3 separate regions of the Sus scrofa genome follow, and regions 1 and 3 are each linked to region 2. A link is a contact called in public targeted proximity ligation data. All regions are on one chromosome and are shown on one strand. The core of a region is the stretch at or near the end of the contact, and the rest is flanking DNA. Distances in the headings are between cores, read along the strand shown.

Evidence for each region.
Region 1: a targeted proximity ligation map of skeletal muscle shows a contact between it and region 2. A contact is called at or near these places in 1 of 47 Hi-C or Micro-C datasets (embryonic fibroblasts) and 2 of 2 datasets of targeted methods (alveolar macrophages and skeletal muscle).
Region 3: a contact with region 2 is called in a targeted proximity ligation map of skeletal muscle, with 2.3 times the contacts expected there. A contact is called at or near these places in 1 of 47 Hi-C or Micro-C datasets (embryonic fibroblasts) and 1 of 2 datasets of targeted methods (skeletal muscle).

The regions. Positions count from the first base shown.
Region 1 is chr3:94,483,025-94,487,168 of Sscrofa11.1, forward strand. The region is part of intron 11 of PRKCE (protein kinase C epsilon type); the gene reads right to left. Among named protein-coding and RNA genes, the nearest start is that of EPAS1, 230 kb to the left of the region's middle.
Region 2 is chr3:94,083,080-94,087,397 of Sscrofa11.1, forward strand. The region is part of intron 1 of LOC110260021 (a long non-coding RNA gene); the gene reads left to right. Among named protein-coding and RNA genes, the nearest start is that of TMEM247, 18 kb to the left of the region's middle.
Region 3 is chr3:94,583,402-94,587,942 of Sscrofa11.1, forward strand. The region is part of intron 3 of PRKCE (protein kinase C epsilon type); the gene reads right to left. Among named protein-coding and RNA genes, the nearest start is that of PRKCE, 280 kb to the right of the region's middle.

The DNA.
Region 1 (4,144 bases), core at 1,482-3,981, 400 kb after region 2:
CACTGGAAGGGATACAGGAAAGTCTGAGTCAGCACGGAAGGGACGAACCCGGGGCAGGGTAATGGGACTGGGCCTGAGCAGGGTTTGGGAAGCTTGCTTTCTTTTCTTTTTTAGGCTGCACTCGTGGCCTGTGGAAGTTCCCAGGCTAGGGGTTGAATCAGAGCTTCAGCTGCCGGCCTACACCACAGCCACAGCCACGGGGGATCCGAGCTACGCCTGTGATGCACACGGAAGCTCAAAGCAACACAGGATCTTAACTCACTGAGCGGGGCCAGGGTTCGAACCTGAAGCTTCATGGATACTAGTCAGATTCGTTACTGCTGAGCCACAACAGGAACTCCAGGTTTCTTAAGCCGGCATCTCCACCAGCCTGGGCCAAGCTGCCTACCTGGGGAGATGGACTGTGGGACAGGCAAGCTCCTGTTGATTTTTCAGTGTACACATCTGCCGTCCAAAGCCCGCTAAACACAGCCTCCATCCCTGTACTCAGTTTTGTCTTCATGAGGACCCTATGCAAACTCCCCCCTGGGGCATCCATCACTCATCCTCAGCCACTGTCCTTCCTCTTGTCAGTTAAAGTCCTAGCTCCTGTAGGGAGCCTTCCTTGCCCATCCCCAGACCAGAGAGGATGCTCTCCCCTCTGCAGGAAAATCCACTAGGCCCCTTAGTATGTGCTTACCACATCCTGCCTTGGGTCATTAAGTTCTTATGAGCCTATGGTCTTTCTTCCCTAGGATGGTCAGGTGAGTGCCTGCCTTCCCTCCGACCCATCTCCTTCCATCCTATCCTTAGCTCATGCTCCAGCCATGCTGGCCTTCTCAGTATTCTTCAGAAATGCCAGACACACTTCTGCCCCAGGGCCTTTGCATTGGCTATTCCCTCTGTTTGGAACACTCCTCCCCTAGGTAAATGGCTCACACTTTAATGGCCCTGCTCAAATGTTACTGTAATTTATTAGAAAGGCTTTTGCAGATACCCTAGATTATAACCAATGAACAAATACCCTTTCTGAGAACTCCACTTCCACCTTCCTTTGTTGGTCTTTTTTTTTTTTTTGGAAATTGAAATGTAGTTGATGTGCAATGTTGTATTAGTTTCTGGTGTACAGCAAAGCGATTCAATTACATATGTGTGTGGGTGTATATGGTTTATTTAAGATCTTTCTTCCATGATGGTTTATTATAGGATATAGGTGCTATAGAGTAGAACCTTGCTGTTTATTTTAAGTACAGTAGTTTATATCTGCTAATCCCAAACTCCTAATTTATCCCTTCCTGATGCCTTTCCCCTTTGGTAGCCATAAGTTTGTTTTCTGAGTCTGTTCCTGTTTCCTAAATCAGTTCATTTGAACCATATTTTAGATTCCACATGTGATATCACACAATATTTGTCTTTCTCTGATTTACTTTACTTTGTATGATAATCTCTAAGTCCACCCATATTGCTGTAAATGGCATTATTTCATTCTCTTTTATGGCTCTATGAAGGCCTGAATTTCCAGATTTTTTTCCACTGCTGAATTCCCCACACTTAGAACAGTACCTTGTATGTACTAGACACACAAGGAACAAGTGCTGAATGAATGAATCTCTCTATACTATTATAGTCCTTTTCCTTAGGCCGAATGTTCTCTGTATTTATCACGTACATATGGTATATACTATATATGGACTTATCATATAAATGTAATTTAAATTTACCATTTTACATATATATATATGGCCATATATGCTCCAGAGATACTTGTTATAAGTGATAATATTACTCTGTCCTCAGGCTCAGACACCCTAGTGGTGCTCATCCCCATGGCTGAGAGGGTGCCCCTTGGTCCGAGGAAGGGAGGTGTTGGGGGAGGGGAGTGAAGCAGGCAGGGACTAGGAAGGATTGAGTGTCCTTCTGTCACACTATTTCCAGCATTACAATCTTGCAGCCAGGGTTGGGCTTGTGCTCACAAGAGAACTGCAGAGTCACCCATTCAATACCTGGTTCACGGATGAATTCCTGGCTGGTGGCCCTGAGAAGTCAAGGGGGACTTTTTCAAGTCAGTCTGCATCTCTCTGAAGAGAGCCTCAATGAGAAGCGTGGACCACTACACTGAGCCCTAGCCCCCAGGAGACCTGGGCTTGTTTACTCTACATGAGAAAGGAGCCTGGGTCCTTCGGGCCACAGGGGGATCCCCAGGCCTTCAGCTCAACTTCAATTCTGATGTTTCTAAAGCAATACCAAATAAGCCCTCCGTGTGGTCCTGCGAGCTGAGACGTGGGCGGGGACTGCTGGTGGGCGGGGACCTGGAATGGCTAGCTGATGGAAGCCATGAGCATTCTCTGCTCCTGAGTCCTGAGGTCAGGGGTCATCCTAATTTTGTTGAGTCAGAGTAAAGGAAATTCTGCCTGAGGCAAGAGGATAGGAGAACTTCTGCTCTAGAAGGAAAACTCAGGTGATCATAGTCTGCTTCTGAGAATGACACTCTGGATAATGGTCCCCCTCCCAGAACCAAGACCTGCAGAGACCATAGGTAGAGGTGCCACGGTGTGGCCACTCCAATGTCCAGGCGGCGTAAGTGCCCATGAGTGAGCCATCCCTAAAACAGCAAATCTTAGAATGTTTCATCAGGAATGAATCAAGTGGCTGTTTATTAGTCCGTGATATGTGCCAGGCCCTACACTAGAACAATCTCTCTAATCCTGCTGACACTCCTCCATGGTAGCTCAGGGCAGTTAACGTGCCAAGGTCATGGTCATGCAGCTGAGCCTGGCCGGGAATCCTGGCCTGGGTTCCATCTGGGCTGCAGGGTTGTGGCTCCCAAGGTGCTCCAAGTGGCTGAGCTCCTGTGGGCCCGTGTGTTCCCAGTGCTAGATCAAGTGACCACAGCTAATCCTCACAACACCTCACAGGGTAGGAATTAACATCTCCACTTTTCCAGTGAAGAAACTGCAGCCTGGAGAAAGAAACTTGCCCAAGGTTACTGAGCTTATAACGAACAGAGCAGTGTGACTCCAGAGTCCAAACTCTTGAACTTCCTTCCATCTACGCTGCCGAACACCCCAGAATTCAGAGCCCTGATGTCGTGGTCTGGGCTCCACCACAAGGGGGAAAGCACTTGGTCTCTGGGCCTGGCTTTCCCCATTGCAGAAAGTGGAAGTTAGATTGATGACTTCTGAAGTCACTTGGTCACTCTTTTTTTGGGGGGGGGGGTCTTTTTAGAGCTTCAGGTGTGGCATACGGAAATTCCCAGGCTAGGAGGTGAATTGAAGCTGCAGCTGCAGGACCACACCACAGCCTCAGCCTCATCTGCAACCCACAGCACAGCTCATGGCAACAACAGATTCTTAACCCACTGAACAAGGCCTGGGGTCAAACCCGTGTCCTCACGGATGCAAGTCGGGTTCGTTACTGCTGAGTTACAATGGGGACTCCTGAGGCCACTCTTTTTAGGTACCTGACCTGACTGCCATTCTTTGCCTGTACTGGGCTCCTCTGGGGTAAAATGGACAGGTCGCAGTTCAGGCTGTGAAGAAACACACAGCTGCTTGGAGGGATCCTTTCCAGCCATAAACTCTGAGCATCCATCCCAGGAGGACCCCTCTGGGCTTCCTCTGTAAGGCTGACCTCCTCCGCTGACTCTCTCTGCTCTGCGGAGTCAGGATCCAGCCTGTTCCCCACTTGCAGGATTTGTCTGTGCGCACCAGCCTCTTCCAGCCTCCCTTCTGGGACTCATGCTGTTTCCTAGACCCACCTAACATTTCTAAGGACCAGCAGCTCATCCAAAGGACCAAGCTCCCTACCTCCTCCAAGACATCTGCACTTCTTCTTTTTCAAAACTCCGCCATCATTTACTGCCCGGCTCATGCCACTTAACACGGTAGTGCTTATTGGCATATGTATCTCTACTTATCTCGTATGTTTCAGCCTTAATTCCCAGATCTGGCTTTACTTTTTGATTCCTCACAGCAAGTAGCACAAAGTTATGTGCATCAAGGAATTCCAAGCTTGTCCAGAAGGGGTTCTAAGTTAGACTTCCATGGAGTTCCCATCATGGCTCAGCGGTTAACAAATCCGACTAGGAGCCATGAGGTTGCGGGTTCCATCCCAGGCCTCGCTCAGTGGGTCAAGGATCTGGTGTTGGCATGAGCTGTGGTATAGA
Region 2 (4,318 bases), core at 1,187-3,686:
TAGATGTAGTTCCCTATGCTACTCAGTAGGATCTCAATGCTTAGTCACTCCAAATGCTGTAGTTTGCATTTACTAACCCCAAACTCCCAGTCCATCCCACTCCTTCCTCCTCAGCAACCACAAGTCTATTCTCCAAGTCCATGAGTTTGTTTCTTTTCTGTGGACAGGTTCATCTGTGCCGTATATTAGATACCAGATATAAGTGATATCATAAGCTATTTGTCTTTTTTTGACTTCTTTCACTTAGTATGAAAGTTTCTGGTTCCATCCATGTTGCTGCAAATGGGATTATTTTGTTCTTTTTTATGGCTGAGTAGTATTCCATTGTATATATGTACCACATTTTCTTTCTTTTTTAAAAATTAATTAATTAACTTTTATTCTATTTTTTAAAACTGTTATTTCCCCAATACAATTTTTTTTTCTACTGTACAGCATGGTGACCCAGTTACACATATATGTATACATTCTATTTTCTCACATTATCATGCTCCATCATAAGTGACTAGACATAGTTCCCAGTGCTACACAGCAGGATCTCATTGCTAATCCATTCCAAAGGTAATAATAGTCTGCATCTATTAACCCCAAGCTCCCAGTCCCTCCCACTCCCTCCCCCTCCCCCCTTGGCAACCACAAGTCTATTCTCCAAGTCCATGATTTTCTTTTCTATGGGAAGTTTCATTTGTGTTGTGTATTAGATTCCAGATATAAGTGCTATCATATAGTATTTGTCTTTCTCTTTCGGACTGACTTCACTCAGTATGAGAGTCTCTAGTTCCATCCATGTTGCTGCAAATGGCATTATTTTGTTCTTTATTAATGGCTGAGTGGTATTCCATTGTGTCCATATACCACTTCTTCCTAATCCAATCATCTGTCATGGACATTTCGGTTGTTTCCATGTCTTGGCTATTGTGAATACTATGGACTAGCCACCAATCGCTTTAAGGAACTGAGAGCAGATCTTGGCCTGGGGGATAGGTCTCCAGCCATGGCTGGGCTTCCTTCACCAGGACTGATGTCCCTCTCCCTGCAGAGACAGGATTCTGCTATTGCTGCTGGATGGGTAGGCAGCTGAGCCACGCTTGGCTGGCTCTGTTTTGGGATGGAGACCAGGAGTTCTGCCTAAGAAGCGGGGAGAGAAACAACAAAAATGGTAGATCCTTTTCTGGAAGGGAAAAGGCAGCAGGAGGCACTTTATTCCTCAATTCAGACCCTTTCAGACAGCTGCTCAGATGATCGATGGAGACGTTTATTTGCTGCAGTTTCCTTGGAATCACTGATCTCTAGTCACTGCTCACTCCCCTGCAGCAGAACACTGCTAGCATTGTGGGGTGTGCATTTTAATTCTAAGGCAGTTGCAGATGCAAGCAAGACATTGATTAAATGTAGAACTGGCAGGAGCAGATAGGTGTAAGTGCCCACAATAGGGAGTTGGGTGGGGAGGGAGGACCCAGCTCTGTGGATAACCAGTCCCTCCCTCCTTCCGACCTCAGCTTTCCCATCTGTGAAATGAGGGTCCTGGGATGGAGACCCTCCAAGCTCTTCTTGTACGCTGACATCCTGCAATTTATTTTGTGTCATGGTCCCAGCCTGGACCTGGGTTCTGTGGGCAACGGTGGAGAAAACACACAGACTTTTGCCATCTGGAAAAGGCGGCCTCATAATTGGCCATCTCAGGCCTCTCAAGAGCTTCTGAATCTGTCTGGATCAGCCGAACAGAATTCTGGTCGTGTGGGCCGGTGTCAAATTTCACATTGTCCACCGTTGGGCTCCTACCAAAAGTTGGTTCTAAGAAGTAACTCTTAGGAGAGTTGGTCAAAGACTAATTTTCAAAGATTAAAAGAAAAAAATTTTAAAGCAATTAAATCCTTTTCTTCAAAGGGAATTTTATGTGGACATGAGATAAGACAAAGGAAGCTCTGGCTGCTCTGGGAGAGGGAACCCAGAGTCTCCAGGCTCCTCCGTGAATCTGTAGGCTCCAAGGAGCACAGTTTGAAAGTGACCCACCTAAGTGTCAGACAGTCTAATGACACTTGAGGAACAAGTGAGGTCCCTGATTCCACGTCCATGTCATACCTTTGCTTTTAGCAAAAGTGCCCTGAAAACTAGCACACAAATGCCTGGTCTGTATCTGCTGTTGGAGACACCGTATGTCACATCATGTGATGTTCTCCATGGAATGTCCCCACGTGAGGAATTTCTTTCAGCAGTTCTTACTAGGAAAAACTTTATCCACCTAGGAACCAAAATGTCCTTCAAGTCTTTGTGTAAAAAACCCAGCCAACCAACTAACAAGCAAACACGGTGTCTCCCTGAGAGGAGCTTTTCATAACGAGATGAATGTCCCTTGATGCAATTCCCTCTTAGTGCTGTGGGGTAGGTGCCATGGGTTGGCACTTGACATCCATTTAAAACTCCTTCTAATGTGTCTTCCTGTGCCTGAGAGGCTAGCAAGCTAAAAATATCACTTCCCAGATTCCCTTGCTCCTAGGCTTCTGGATTAAATTTCCATCACTCGATGTACTAATGCAGTATCTGGAGGTGGAAATGAAGGGACGTTGTCTTCATGTTGCGGTGATTCTTGCTGGTGACCAATGTGAATCTGGGTGAGGATGTTTCTACAGCTGGGACTCCAGGTCCGGTCACTGGGGTGGCAGTGCCTCACAGATTTTGAGACTGGAGTTTTGGCAGTGTGCTCTTGATTGCAAAGACTCTGCTTGCTGAGATTTGGTTCCCTGCCATCTTGATTCTGGCAGAGTTGGAAGCTCCCCTGGTGGGCAAGTTAGGTGGCAGGTTTATTTTAGTTTTTTCTTTAGTAAGATCTTTATTGGTTGGATCATCCAGAGAGCCTTCTGAGATCACTTTTTTTTTTTCTTTTTACGACTGTACCCATGGCATATGGACATTCCCGGGCTAGGGGTCAAGTCAGAGCTGCAGCTGCCAGCCTGCACTACAGCCACAGCAAAACCAGATCCAAGCTGCATCTGTGACCTACATGGTAGCTTGTGGCAACGCCAGATCCTTAACCCACTGAGTGAGACCAGGGATCGAACCTGCATCCTCACAGAGGCCACTTTGGGTCCTTAACCCACTGAGCCACAATGGGAATTCCTAGGTGACAGGTTCTGGTTGCCATTCCTGATGGCCCAGTCTAGAGCTCTTTGCTCATGTTCTTTCCACAATCCATTCTGTAAGAACTGAATTCCCTGGGTTGCAGCATTTTTGCTGAAAAAGCAAGAGTAGGTTCTGTTTGCTATACTTGAGAACCCTGACTAATGTTCTGCAGTTATCAGGATGCTTAGATCCAAGTCTTTTTTTAAAATGAAGTATAATTGACTGACAGTTAGATCCAAGTCTTGTTTCTCCTTGTTGAAGCGTGAAGGGCTTTGAGCCTCAGTTTCCACATCTAAAGCTGCATGGTCAGGATACTCTCATTATATCATACTGTAATTGTTTCCTTGGGTCTCTCACTATTTGCTTCTGCCTCCCTTCATGGCTAAGAGCTATTCGAGGTTTTACAGCTTACCTAGCCCTTTCCCCTATTATGATCTGACCCTCACAACCACCATGGGAGGTCAAAGGGAGGGTTTATTATAATTACAAGACCACAGGATAATTGCTGCGGTGGAGGCATGTAGGTAGCTGAAGAATGGGCGGAATGCTCTGGGTTGCTTGGGGGAATTGGACGAGGTCTTTAGGAGGACGTGGCACCTGAACTTTGAAGAATGAGATGTCTAAAGAGAGGAAGGCAGGGTGGGACTTGACCAGCAGGGAAAAGCCTACGCAAAGGCTTGGAGGCATGAGCAGGCCTGCACGTCCAGGGGTGATTGCTAGCGTGGGTTCAGGACTGTCTGAGTGGGCTGTGAGGGGGCAGTGGTTGGAGGGGAGGGCTTGGGACTCCTGCCTGCGGGGAGTTGAGACTTTCCTCTGTAGATTGCAGAGAGGCCAGGAAGCAACCTGACTGAATGACCACGCTGACCACATGGGGGTTGGGGAGGGCTGGAGAGGCAAGGTTAGAAGCAGAGTGAGTGAGCAGCCCGGATGGCAGTTCAAGTAAGAGGTGATGAGAGGTGGCCGTGGGGGTGGAAACAAGGGAGCTGGTGATGGATTGGATGTGGAGGATGAGAGAGAGAGGGGAGAGTGGTCTGGGACGACCCCCAGGTCTCGGGTTTGGATAACCGGGTGAGTGGTACTCACCGAGAAAGGGAGCTTGGGAAGGTGGCAGGTTTGGACCATAGAGTTTCAGATTGTCTGGTGACCAGATGATTACAGAGGTCTAAAGCTGTAGACAGGTCTGTCTGAAGGTGTGAGT
Region 3 (4,541 bases), core at 1,145-3,644, 500 kb after region 2:
TTCTCCTAAAGCCTGCGTGGACTTCTGATCCTGAGCCCAAAATGTGGGAAGAGGAATCTTCATACTTCTCCATGCTTCAGTTTGGTTTTTTTTTTTTTTTTTTCCAATTTTCCGGAAGCCTGGGGGAGCAGGAGGGCATCTGCACATCACACCTTTCTGACCTGTCACCAGGAACCCCTTCTGCAGCCACACATTTTTTTGCATGAACCAGATGCCTCTTCTTTATGAACTTCCCAGTTCTGGTCTTAGTCCCATGACTGATGAATAATTTGAGACCCTAGCTGGGCAGGGGTTGGTTATAAAAAGCCTTACATAGTCCTCAATACAAATATGTACTCAGTGCCACACTGCAGTGTTACCATCTGCTCCCAGGTCTCCCTACATCAAGGCCCTTTCCTCTCCCTGACCCGGCACCTGCTGAGAGCCTCCTACCGTGGGAGGCTGCAGGTGCTGGGGTCCTACAGCCCAGCTGTGATGCACAGAGGGGACACTGTGGACATTGGCTGGGGAGTCCTGGGATGGAAATCCTATCCCATCTCCACCATCCTCTGCCTGTGAGACGCTGGGCCAGTGAGCTCCGCTCTTTGGACCGTGGTTCTCCTACCTGAAAAGTGAGGAACTGGACCCTCTGCTTCCTTCCTACCACTGCCATGTTAGGTCAGTTCTGATTCTTTCCTGTGCAAATAACAGACTTTAAAAAGCTGCTTCAGCACAAAAGGGAATTTCTCAGGAAGACCTTGGACCTTCTCATGGACTCCAAGGAGGACCTGAAACCCAATCAATAGGAAGAACAAAGCAGGGTTGCCCAGGGACGAGAGGCTGGGGAGTTGCCCTCTCATCAATGTGACCCAGCTCCAGGCAGCCACAAATTTTTGAGTCAGCCACAGATGCTTAAAGTAGATTCCAGGTAGAATACGTCAGATGAGTGATGGAGATGGGCTCCCACCCACAAGGCAGCAGATTCATTACCGAGTAACTGCTATGTCCTCCACAGAAAAGACAGGCCATCCGCGTTGGAAAGTGGGTAGTGATAGACTCCCCCTGGAGCTACACAGGAGGGGGGGGTGCCCAGCATCATGGACTAATGGATGCTCCTCTTCTCCCTAGTTATGGGGCACAGTGGTGTCCAGGAAAGGCCCTGAACTTGGGTGCTGAAGACTTACCCTATGATTGTTGATAAGATTTATGAGCATCCAACCTGAGCTGCTCACTAACCATATCATTTTGGCCAAGTTTTCTGAACTCCCCAGGCCTCCATTTCCTCATTTTAAAACTGATCCATAGTACCGGGTTGCCTCCAATTCTTTTATCAACGCATGTGCTCTTCCAACACTACCTCTTGTTCTGCTGTCTTTAGCGTCCTCGTGTCCTCATTCTGGGCTGTCATACAGAACAGTCATCAGGTAACTGATGAGCTGGATGGAGGTGTCATCTGACTGCCTAAAAGACCAGTATCAGACCTGAAGAAGAACAGGGTCCCCCTCTTTCACACTTTATTTTTCAGAAACTATAACATGTCCCCTTCGGTTTGCCCATTCATCGATCCACTGAATGGTTGATTTGTTCAACAAGCACGTATTTGGGGCTCACTGTGGACCAGGCATTGTGCTAGGCACTGAGTGAGACCAAGGCCCTGGCCTCAGGGTGCTCGTGCCCTCTAGGAAATGCAGAGCCTGTTCATCCACGACGCACAGCATGAGAGGATGGGACTTGCAGGCAAAAGGGAAGAAACCAGGAGAAAAGGCAATGAAAGTACAAGAGGAGAGAATTGACAGAGAGGACCTGGGGGACAGAGGGGGCGGGTGGGGATGGAGCTGGAAGAAAACAGTGTTCTCTTCAGTTTTAGGAAAAGCCCTAATGTTCAACAGTTTCCAGGGCAGGAGGAAGCCTACGCTAACTGGAGTCTTCTCAGAGTTGGGTTTTGGGAACAGTCCGAAGTGGCAGCTCAATTTACCACCTTAACATCTGGCCACACCCCTCGACGCAGCCTCCTTCTGCTCTAAGGGGCAGCAGCTGCCTGCATCTTCACATCTTGTCTTTGATGCTCCCTCAGTCTTGCTTTCTGCAGCCCGAATTCAGTCCCGTGCGGGGGTGAGTGGGAATTGAACAGGGTGAAAAAGAATATGCAAGAGTAAAAAATGATTTCTATATGGGCATCTTCCGCTGGGAGAGACTGCTTCCCCGTCACGCTTTGGTGTCTCAGACTCAGGCTTAAGCACAACGCGTTTCTCGCTTTTCCATTCCAATTAGTTGTGTATTTTTAGCACGTGTTATATAAGGCTCATCTGCCCAAATTCGTTGGCTCCGGGCCTCTTCTTCCTTTCATTTCACTGGTGGATTGACCCGCGTGGTAGGATGACAGGTCTGTAAATAGCCTGCCCGAGGAGGGCTGGATGGGAAGAGCTCTCGAGATGAAGTGAGGGTTTGTATTTGGCATGCCAGGGCTAAATCCAGCCCTTCTAAAAGGGGAAAGCAGAAAGAACGCACAATTCCAAGCGGAACACCACACAGTTAGAAAGGGCTGCTGCGCCTACAACAAGCAGGGAGAGGCCGGGCTCAGACAGGTAGGGCCCCCACTGTCCCGGGCCAGCCTGGAAGAGGCCACCGTGGGTCCCAGGGTGCCAGGCTCTGTCAGCTGCAGAATAACTGTCTAACACAGGTTGTGTATGTGTAGCTCTATGCACAAGTTGCAGGCCTTTCTAGGAAAAATAAAAGCCCATCAGCATTGTCGGTGGGAGGCAGGAAAAAAAGCATGAAGCGGGACTGAGAAAGCCCTGCCCTGGCCCCATCTCTGCCCTCAACTCTGGTGGTTTTAGGGAAGACACTTTGCCTCTCTCCGGATCAGCATCCTTGCATTAAAATAAAATAGCCCCATCACTTCGACACACAAGGTTGCGGAAGGACTAAAATGGAACAATGCGTGTGTCGATGAATGTAAAACCTTACATTCAAATAGAAAGCATTACCCATGAGTCTGGCCTGGAATCTATGACTACACATCCCGGCTAAAATGTGTGGAGAGCGCAGGAGCTAAGGCACCTCCTCCCAGAGGGCACAGCATCGGACAGGTTCCTCTAGAAACCAGGGCTTAAAGAGGCTCAGAGGGAAGAGAGAGAGAGAGAACCCTAGAAGTCAAGGGATGTAGTGCTGGGGTGCAACCTTAGTGTCCCCCAAAGAACACACAAAAGCTACACACACAGCCTTTCCCAGGTCCTGGGCTCATCAAAACTAGGTCCCCACACACGGGATCCCTCCTCCACCCTCTTGCTCCTCCCAGGACATTTTAACAGGCACCGGTCACCACAGAAATCACCACCAGAACAAAGCCTTGGATATGGCAAAACCTATCCAAAGGCTTTTTTTTTTTTTTTTTTTTTTTCTTTCTAGGCCCACATGGAAGGATATGGAGGCTCCCAGGCTAGAGATACAATCAGAACTGTAGCCACCGGCCTACACCGTAGCCACTCGGGATCCAAGCCGCGTCTGCAACCTACACCACAGCTCACGGCAACGCCAGGTCCTTAACCCACTGAGCAAGGCCAGGGCTCGAACCTGCATCCTCATGGATCCTAGCTGGGTTCGTTAACCACTGACCCACAACGGGAACTCCAAAACCTAACCAAAGTCACTATGGCAAAGTCTTTTCGGAGCTAAAGACAAAGCTGTATTCTTCCTTAGCCCACACCAGCAGTTAGCAGTTAAATGTTGATCTAGTTAATGGGAAGACAAATACTCAAATCCCCTGCAGGAAAGAGTACCAGCCTCTCTGAGACACAGGGGACCTTCTGCTGGTTTGCAGTTCTGGAGCGGGGGGCCCTCTCCCCCTCGCCCCGCAGCCTGAGCTGCAGCAGCAACATTTTAATCCAGGCTGCGGCTCTTTGCACGGCAGTTACACAGCGGCGCTGGATCAGCAAGCCTGGTAGCAAGCCACGGCCTTGGGGTCAGATAGGCCTGGACTCATGTAGCTTTTTTCTAGGTGACTTTGAGGGAGGTATTTATTTTGTTCACGTGTCAGTTTTCACCTGTGTAAAATGGAGGCAACAGTATCTGCTTCACAGAGAGGTTGTAAGGATTCAGTTCAATAACCCATATAAAAGGACACTTTTTTTTTAACCTTTTTGTCTTTTTAGGGCCACACCCACGGCATATGGAGGGTCCCAGGCTAGGAGTCTAACTGGAGCTGTTGCCACCGACCTGGCCAGAGCCACAGCAATGCAGAATCCGAGCAGAGTCTGCAACCTACACCGCAGCTCACGGCAATGCCAGATCCTTAACCCACTGAGAGAGGCCAGGGATCAAACCGGCAACCTCATGCTTCCTAGTCGGATTCGTTTCCACTGCGTCACGATGGAAGTCCAAAGTGAGCAGTGGTCAGTGAATATTAATCTCCTTCTCTAAGTTCCAAGCCCAGGGAAATCCAACCAGATTTGCTAGCTCACGAATTCTAGCATTACTTTCTAATCTCCCCTTTCCTCCCAACACACACACTCACACTAGTACACAGACACATCCTGATCCTCCTGTGTCCTACTTTTAAGCCT